Linked DNA regions of Mus musculus: region 1 is linked to region 2. Evidence: chromatin contacts called from public Hi-C data. All regions are on one chromosome and are shown on one strand. Each heading gives the region's core, a stretch centred on a gene start, on an enhancer-like site or on the middle of the called end of the contact. The rest is flanking DNA. Distances are from core to core; before and after follow the strand shown. Region 1 overlaps Gm46886 (a long non-coding RNA gene). Region 2 has its middle 16 kb from the start of Gm11412.

What was found. A called contact is a pair of places that touch in the nucleus more often than the background predicts.
Region 1: a Hi-C map of cerebellar granule neurons shows a contact between it and region 2, with 2.4 times the contacts expected there. The contact joins two enhancer-like sites. A contact is called at or near these places in 5 of 484 Hi-C or Micro-C datasets (the HL-1 cell line, cerebellar granule neurons, cerebellum and 1 more).

What each region holds. Positions count from the first base shown.
Region 1 is chr4:81,934,563-81,938,815 of GRCm38.p6, reverse strand. Gm46886 (a long non-coding RNA gene) reads right to left here. Exons shown (of 2, transcript XR_001784536.1): 2 at 2,668-3,013. Among named protein-coding and RNA genes, the nearest start is that of Gm46886, 2.5 kb to the right of the region's middle. Within about 2 kb of position 1,260, at least 9 of the 459 cell types and tissues checked have an H3K27ac peak or open chromatin away from gene starts, as enhancers often do. A contact at or near this core is called in cerebellar granule neurons and cerebellum, where this site is marked.
Region 2 is chr4:81,725,769-81,730,070 of GRCm38.p6, reverse strand. No RefSeq gene overlaps it. Among named protein-coding and RNA genes, the nearest start is that of Gm11412, 16 kb to the left of the region's middle. Within about 2 kb of position 2,165, at least 59 of the 459 cell types and tissues checked have an H3K27ac peak or open chromatin away from gene starts, as enhancers often do. A contact at or near this core is called in cerebellar granule neurons and cerebellum, where this site is marked.

The DNA.
Region 1 (4,253 bases), core at 11-2,510, 210 kb before region 2:
CAAGTACATGTAGTTCACTTTGAGCACATTCCCCAAGCTCCGTGCCTTTCTGTCTCACTCTGGTGTTTAGTTGCCAAGGTCGAAACACAATAGCTACCTATGACAGTTCTCTTTGCTCCAGATGCTGCCTCATAGGTTTTCCTGTGGTCCTCCACATAGCTTGTCCAGAGGCCCCACACTCCCATAAGAAATGCCTTGTTAGGGAGAAATCAAATGGTCTCAACTTCCTTCCCTCAGTGTCCTTACAGGAAATATTCTTGCAGCCCTCATCTGGGCATCGCTAGGTTGGCTGATGGCTCCCATGAGCAAGAAGTCTTTCCTGTTTCTCTTGCTAGACAACCATGGATGGCTCATTTCTGCCTTTGAATTTTCCAAATGGTTATGGATTGCTGGAAAACTCTTACACATTCTTTTGAGGCCTAAGGTTTCAGGAAAATGGTCATCCCTTGCATAGAGCGAGGTTGTATCTCTCTCTATCTCCTCCGAGAAGGAGTGAGTTGGTGCAAACACAAGAGACCACTTCCAAACAAGGTTTCTGGGGGAAAATTCTCACCTTTCTGTTCCTTGCACATGAGCCAGCAACTCAGGACTCCTCCAGTGTGCTTCTTTCTAATTCTTAATTTAATGGACTATCTTACTTCTTTTTAACTATTTTCCATTTAAAATTAGCATATATTACATATGTGGTTTAAAAAAATGTAAAATTCTGTTGGTTTTTAAATGTCTTCTTTAAATCTTTTTTGTTGTTCTTAGTATTCCTGTCTATAAAATGGGCAAGAGCACATAACATGTTTCCTCACCACAGGACAGCTGTTGGTGTGTTTGGTTGAAAATGCAAGGCCCATTATAAAAGAAATACTCAGAAACATGAGCTCCTTCACTTCCTTCATGTTTTATAGCACTCTTTTTTTTTTCCTGGTGGATATAAAGAGCAGCATCAACTGAGATTAAATTCCTCCAACTTAATTCTTGCTTCCAACTCTAGCTAATTACTTGAACAGCACTAGCAAAGAAAAGCTGACACAAGAAACTGGACAAGGTCTGTGTCTCCAGTGCTCTGAGGAGAGAGCAATAAGTAAGGTGTTCTGCACAGCTCAATAATTTGCACCACAGGAAAGCCGTACTTCCAAGGGCAGGCAATATGTCTGCAGCATCCTCCTGGAGGAAGAAGGGCCAGGAGCTCATCTTTATGGCTTGAGGCTTGAAAGCTGCTTAACTGGGCGGAACGCCACCTCCTTGCCATCAAAGCTGTCCACCTGGCAGTGAATCTCAATGAGACAGCTGACTGGCTCAGCGTACAAGTTGCCTTGCCAAGGGGATGAGAACGTAACCAGAAGGTCTTTCAGGAAATCTGTTTAGGATGTGGGGGATGAAGAGGAAGAGAAGGATCAATCCTTCCCTTGTGTGAGGTGAAGGAGAAGGAGTCCTGCCTGCCTGCTCTTTGCTACACAAACCAGTTGGAGCTTTGCAGAGCCCTTTGCTCACTCAGTCCTAAATTCTGGTTGGCTCTTATTTTAGAGTCCAGCAGTAGTGTCAAGCAGTAAGTGCCATTCCTTTGAAAATACAATATGGATGCTGGCTCAATTCAAAGAATGAAGGTAAGAAGGGACTTGAAAATCATTCTCATTAGGCTGGTTGTCATGCTGAATACAAGAATTCCCAGCACTCTGGAGAATGAATTAAAAGGATCGTGACTTCTCATACATCAAGGAATACATAGCAAGTACCTGTCTTAAAAATACAAAACAAGTAAATGAACAGAAAACTATATTTGTGAGACAATTACAAATACAAACAAGAATCTTATAGTAAAGACACAAAGCTATTATTGTTAGACTGCTAGCTTACAAAAAATTGAAGTTAGAAAATATAGTGAATTGTTTCTCTTCTCCAAATGTTTAGAATTATTAACCAAATCATTAAGAAAACTTCTAATTTTACAATACTTGCTATATGCCAGTTACCAGATTCACCACTTCATGCAAATGCTTGCTTTTACCCACTGGCCTTGAGAATTTACAGGTAGGTATTCTCCATCTCTAGTCAAAACAAAACAAAACCAGGCAACTTTTATAAGCTGCCCCTAAACATACAGTTATCGAGAAACCCAAGATACGACCCCTCTTTTCTCCTACCCCAGAATTTTATCTCTTAGTCTGCAAACATTTGTGATCAAAGCTCTTTATAACATATTGAACATTGGGGCTGAAGAAAGAGTACTGAGAATACACACTAAGGAGAATACACACACTCTGTGTCTGTACCCTGAATTCTGGTGCTAGAAGCGGCAAAGATGACAAAGAATAAAATCTGAGCATAATCTTCAAAAATTCAATAGCTATAAGTTATGACAAAACAGTGCTTCCTTTTGGTATAGCAATGGTGGAAAATACTCATTTTATTCAAACAATATATATTATATATGTTATATATAGCATAAATGTATATAATTTACCCCCCCCCCCATTAGTTTGAAATTGAAGGAATGAAATTCAGAAACAATGTTAAAACAAAAGGAAAGAGTACGAAACTTGTGGGTTGAATCTCTAAAGGCAAGAGGTACTCAATCTAAGTCATTCAGAAACGCTATTTTCAGATAGCTTGATATATCAGAGGGTGGGTGAAGATAAAGTCCTAGGCTATTTCAGAAGATGCTCATGTAGGTTATCATGTGACAAGTGACTTTATTCATTGCTCAGAAAATACAGGACAAAAACGGCTCAAGGAAGGAGGGGTTTACTTTGAGTGGCATTTGAATGGTGATTCATCATGGCGACAGGAGATGGAGGTAGCTGGTCTCATTGCTTCTGTAGTCAGAAGGAGAAGCAGACGAATGCTGGGGTTACGCTTTTATTCTTTTATTATTCAGGATGGGATGATACAATGGTGTCCTTCAAATATCAGGTGAGTCTTCCCATCAGGGTAAGCTAATCTGTAAGCTCTCTCCCAGACACACCTTCTGATTTGTCTCCTAGATGACTCTAGATCTTGTTACTTAGGCAATTTCTAGATCCTGTTAGGGAGACAAGCAGCATTAGGCACCACGGAAGTCATAAAGTGAAGTTCTGTTTTTCTGTGTGTGAATATAGGCAGTAGAACTTAGTTTTGCTACGAAGATGGTGGAAATAATGCATACACTTGCATTTCATAGTTAGCTTTCCTTTCTAACTTGACACAATATAAGATCACCTGGGAAGAGAGTTTCAATGAGGGATTGTTTACATTGGATTAGCCTGTGGACTTGTTTGTGGGAGACTGTTTTAAAGTAATTGAAAAAGTCTAAGTCCACTGTGGGTTGTATCATTCCCTAGGCAAGAGTCCTGAGCTGTGTGGATAGAGCTGAGTATTAGCAAGCAAGCAAGCAAGCAAGCAAGCAAGCAAGCAAGCAAGCAAGCAAGCAAGCAAGCAAGCAAGCTAGCTAGCTAGCCTGATTGCATTCATTTCTCTCTGCTCTTGACTGTGACTGTGATATGACTAGCTGTTTGAAATTCCTGCCTTTACTTCTTCACAATCATGGACCAGAATCTGGAATGTAAGCAACAATAAACCCTAAGTTGCTTTTTGTCAGGTTCTTTTATCTCAGCAACGGAAATGCATGTGGGATGCTGTTCTTAACACAATACTGTCTCATGACAAATGTCTAATACTCACAGAATGTTAAATGTTCTTATTGGTTTCTACTTGATTGCTACTAAAGTCTCAAGCTAAGGAAATAACATCTGTCTGTATTCCTTAGGCTTCAACTGAAAATCTTTTTCTAGTGGAGGTTATTTCAAAAGCATTACTGCCATGGGTGGCTTAAATGTCCAGTCTAGATTCTTCCCTCATTCTTTCATTCTGTCATTCCCTTGAGAGTGAGAGAACTTTGGCCAGTATCCTCAACACCAATTGCAGTGTCTGAAATATAAGGTCTAGAGTTTAATACCTACAGGAAGAATGAACTCAAATCCAGAAGCTGATGTGTGAGACCTTATTAGGAATATGTTATATTTTTGAGTACTATTGAAACATGCTAGTGACTATGGCTAATGTCCTCACTGACTTGGATTCTCTTAATGAAGAAAATAACGTGTATCCCTTATTAACTTAAAAGCCTAGGCATTCTCTCCCCCATATTAGAGCCTTATAAAATGAGAAGTTTTATCCATTTTGTTACTAAACAAATAAATGATAGTCTGGAAAGAAAAAGGAGTACAATAACCTAGAATACCTCAGACAGGATGTTTCCCAGGCTGTTCAAGGGACATTTGGAA
Region 2 (4,302 bases), core at 916-3,415:
TCAGAATTGGCGAGGGATAATTCATCATTCTTATTTTGTATATGAAGAAGGTTAGCTTCAGAGAGGCAGTTTAACTTGGTTTTGGAAGCAGGGCTTATATTTGGCGCTCACGTGGCTAGTCCATGTGCCATAATGCATTTGTTATGACTGCAAGCACATCACAGAACTGTTAAGACGTGTGAGGGTCATATAGTTCTCCAGGTTGGTGATAGAAACTGCCTGGGAAATAAGTACTGTGGCTTACTCCTCTCTACTGATGAAATGTCTTTATTCTATGATTACTTCTAGCAAATGTATTTTAACAGTCACCCTTAGCTCTAGCCTCCTGAATTTCTTCAAACGATTTGTCTTCCAGACATTTGAATAGAAGGGTAATACATTGAGGCAAATTGTTAACCATGAAATCATCTCAACCAGAAATACAAATGTCTAGTGTGATGCCATTTGCCTAAGTCTGAATAAAGCTTAAGTAGCAAGTGATAGCCAGCAGATAACTACTGATTCACAGATTGCCATAAAGACTGCCTTGAGACTAGTAGTTCATGTCCAAGCCCTGTAAATACTCCTTGGCTTCTTGGTTATTTGGTTTTTTGTGTCACAGTTGAATTTAAACTTACAGTAATATATGTTTGCATTCAAAAGGATATTTGTTGTTAAGAGACAAAAACAAAAGAAGAGATTGAACTCAGAGGAAATGAAGGATTTAATGGAGAGAGAGAGAGAGAGAGAGAGAGAGAGAGAGAGAGAGAGAGAGAGAGAGAGAGAGAGAGAGAATTTCAAGTTTCAAGTAGATAGTGAGTGTGCGGTCAGTTAAATGGCATTCCCTGATTTCCCTGCCTTAGTCACCCGATGAGAGACTGCTGAGGCACAAATCCAAAGCAGCATATTGAGATCTGTCAAAAATTCCAAAGAAGGCCAGAGACATGGATCTCTACATAAAGACACTGGCCACCGATTCCTAAGATCTGAGTTCAAACCAGAAATTCATTTGGTGAAATATGAGAATCAACTCCTGCACATTGTCACCCACCCCATATCTCTCTCTGTCTCTCTGTCTCTGTCTCTGTCTCTGTCTCTCTGTCTCTCTGTCTCTCTCTGTCTGTCTGTCTCTCTCTCTCTCTCTCACACACACACACACAAACACACACACCATATACAAACAAATAATTTTTTTTAAAAAGAAACTTATTGTAATCTGGTCTCTACACCTCTAGGACTCTGTAATGCTTCCTTGTAAGAAAACTTTGAGGTTCCAGAATTTGGAAGATATCTTTTAAACATTAGCTAAAATATATTTTCATGGGTTTTTTTGTCACTGGATTTAAAAAAAAACAAAAACAAAACAAAACAGGAAAACGTTAGACAAACATGATAGTGTCTTGTGTTCCAGACAGACTTTCTGGAAAGTTGTGACTTTCACAAATCTAAAACAACAGCAACGAGGAAAAAAAAATAGTAACAATTTCTAGTCTCAAGCCAGGCTCCCTTAGTCAGCTGTCTATTTTTCTTGCCACCCAGATACTAAAGCGTTTGGCACCCGTGGGATCTTAGTATTTGGATCTGGAAGGGAAGCTCTCCCACCCTGGTTTTATCTGTAGACTGGATAAAGGTTTGGGATTTAGCAATAGGCTCTGCAAGCTCAGCTTGTGAAAATCACATTCTTTATCAACTCCCCAGATGGTTTAGATCATTAAAAACACAACAAAACAAAACAAAAGCCCTTCAGAGTGTACACTGTGAAGATATTCTCTAATTTCCAAGAAAAATAAATATATGTGGAATTTCTCACAGATTTCTCACACTTTCTCAGTACACAGCCTGAACCGCTGTGGTGAGTGGGAACTTAAAGCCACCGGGTTTGGTTTTTTTTTTTTTTTTTTTTTTTTTTTTTTTTTTTTAAACTGCAAAGCCTTGTGCTGAATACTTAACTTCCAGCAGCTCCTTTGCCTTTCCAGCTTGTCCGTCAGCCTCCGACTCTCAGTCAGTATTTATCTCTTGGGGGCTTAGCTTTAAACTGAAAAGTGTATGTCTTTATTCAGTGAATTTGGGGCAACGGCCTCTCAGTAAGCAACAAAAACAAAAAGGCTGTTTCAAGTCGAAGAGACTTCAAGAAAGCACCCCACCATCTGCCAAGGCCTGAGAAGGGCGCTGTGGGCCAACCACTCTTTACTGAACAGAAGAAACAGTCCCATCCTTTACATGTTCCGCACATCCTGGATCAAAATATAATGATCCCAGCAAAGAGATGGAGTAAAATGGATGCACCCACAATCAAGGGGTGCATCTATTAGAGGGCCCGACCACTGCTTAGTCGGCCTCATTGACTCTGATGTGGAAGTAAAACTGGGGGGCAGACGAAAGTGGGGCTGGAGGGAGAAGGGGGTCTTTCTAAGCGGGCATGCACCAGTGGGTAATGGCTGGCATTTGCAGAGCTGCATGGCAGGGGAGCTTTCAGCGGTTTGCCACTGCCAGCTGATGTCTCTGGCAACATCAGTGCCAAGAAGCCAAAAATGAAGCAGGTGCAGGGGCAGAGGAACTGAGTGCGGGGGGACGAGAGGGGGGTTTCAGAACAGAACTTCTGTTGTTAAAAAATTGCTTGCCTTCATTATAACCGAAACAATGGTTCACTTTGACTCCGGTAACATTTTCAGTCCGCTGGAGTCCTGCACACACACTTAAGACAAGCCTCTTACATTTATGCACAGGACTAAGAGACTGTTTTGTTTGTCACTTTCCAAAGCTGTGGATTGTCTGTGAGCCTGCTGAAGTCCTCTGAGAGCAGCTTTCCTTGCAAAGCCAGGAGCGTCTGCTTTGGAAAGTACCCCTTCCTCCCCTCCCTCTCAGAGTGCCCCCTCTTCAGAAACTCCCACTTCTACAGAACCAGGGCCTGGGAACAGGGGGCTGCTCCTGAACTCTGGGCACATCTTTGCCGGGCACTGTGGCCAGCCAGCTCAGCACACTCAACACCTAGATGCTGCTTTCTGATGAGAAAACAGAAGGACACAGTGTTGCTCGCAATTTACATTTCTCTCAAAAGCTCTGTGTGCCAGCAACATTATTCCCCAAGCCCCGGCACAAATGACAGCAGGGAAAAGACAATGGGTGAGCAAACTGGAAAAGGACTAGTGGTTCAGAATCAGGGACCAACAGAGGGCAGGAAGGAAGGCGTGCCACCCGCACATTAAAACTCCAGGATAAAGCCCTGAGCCATCTGCTGCCTGTTGCCCTGGCTCTACCGCTCCTGGCGTGGACATCAGTGGCCACCTCCCATGCTGCAGAATGCTAAAGCCCTGTCTCACTAAGATAGGACAAAACCTGACTGCAATAGGCTTCCTGCCCCTACCCGGAGAAGCTCAGAGCCTGAGAAAAGGGTGATATGGATGATCTGTTGGGTGAAAATGCACTTGGAGCTTTTTTATAGATACCAATGCAGTGGGAGAAATAGAAAGTTTGGGTTTTTTTGTACTATTTGAGAAGACACAGAAATGGCAACGCTGGCCTCCCAGCCAGATGTTCTGTGTGAACTACAAAGAGTTTAATTTATCACAAGAATTTTTAGCATTATTTGATATGGATTGAATTATGTATAGTAGCCCCTTGGAGCTAGGTTTGCTTCATCAGCAGTAATTGTGGATGATTGACTATCATTCTGTCTTTCCCAAATCACATGGATAGGATATCCTGTCCATGGGCTACTACCCATAATTCAATCCATATCATAGAATATAGAAGCCTATAAAGCCCAGAACAGAGTTGAAAGCCTGAAGATAAATATGCTCAGTTAGACACCAGAAGCAGAAGCTGGGAAACAGAACCACCTTCTTAAGGAAAGCAAGGGTTTCCTCTGAGTCTGAACGAGTGTCAAACACTGACCTTAAGCAACAGTAATCTACAAATCTGAGACATCTCAGGGAAACCAGGGCGAGGCAGAACAGCACAATCTCGACAGAGCTGTGAAACAGCATTCCAGAAAAATAAGCAGAGACAGCTAGAGATGTAGAGCACAGATCCCTCTGAAGATTGAAACCAGCAGAGGTCAAAGAGAAAGAGACTTTTCACCTATAGCGTGTGGACATTTCACATTTCAGTGTGTGAGGATTTGAGATAAATAAGCTCAACTTTTGTACGGAAACTGGAAAAATCTCTTTCAAAACCTTAATTGCACTTATATAGAGGAATTTATTTATTGACAACTACTTAACACTTGTTGTGGTTGTGCTTAAACATTAAAATATAAAGCAAAGTGAGAGCAACACGTATCAGTGGGTATAAGGATAAATATTCAGAATACAGCTAGACTTT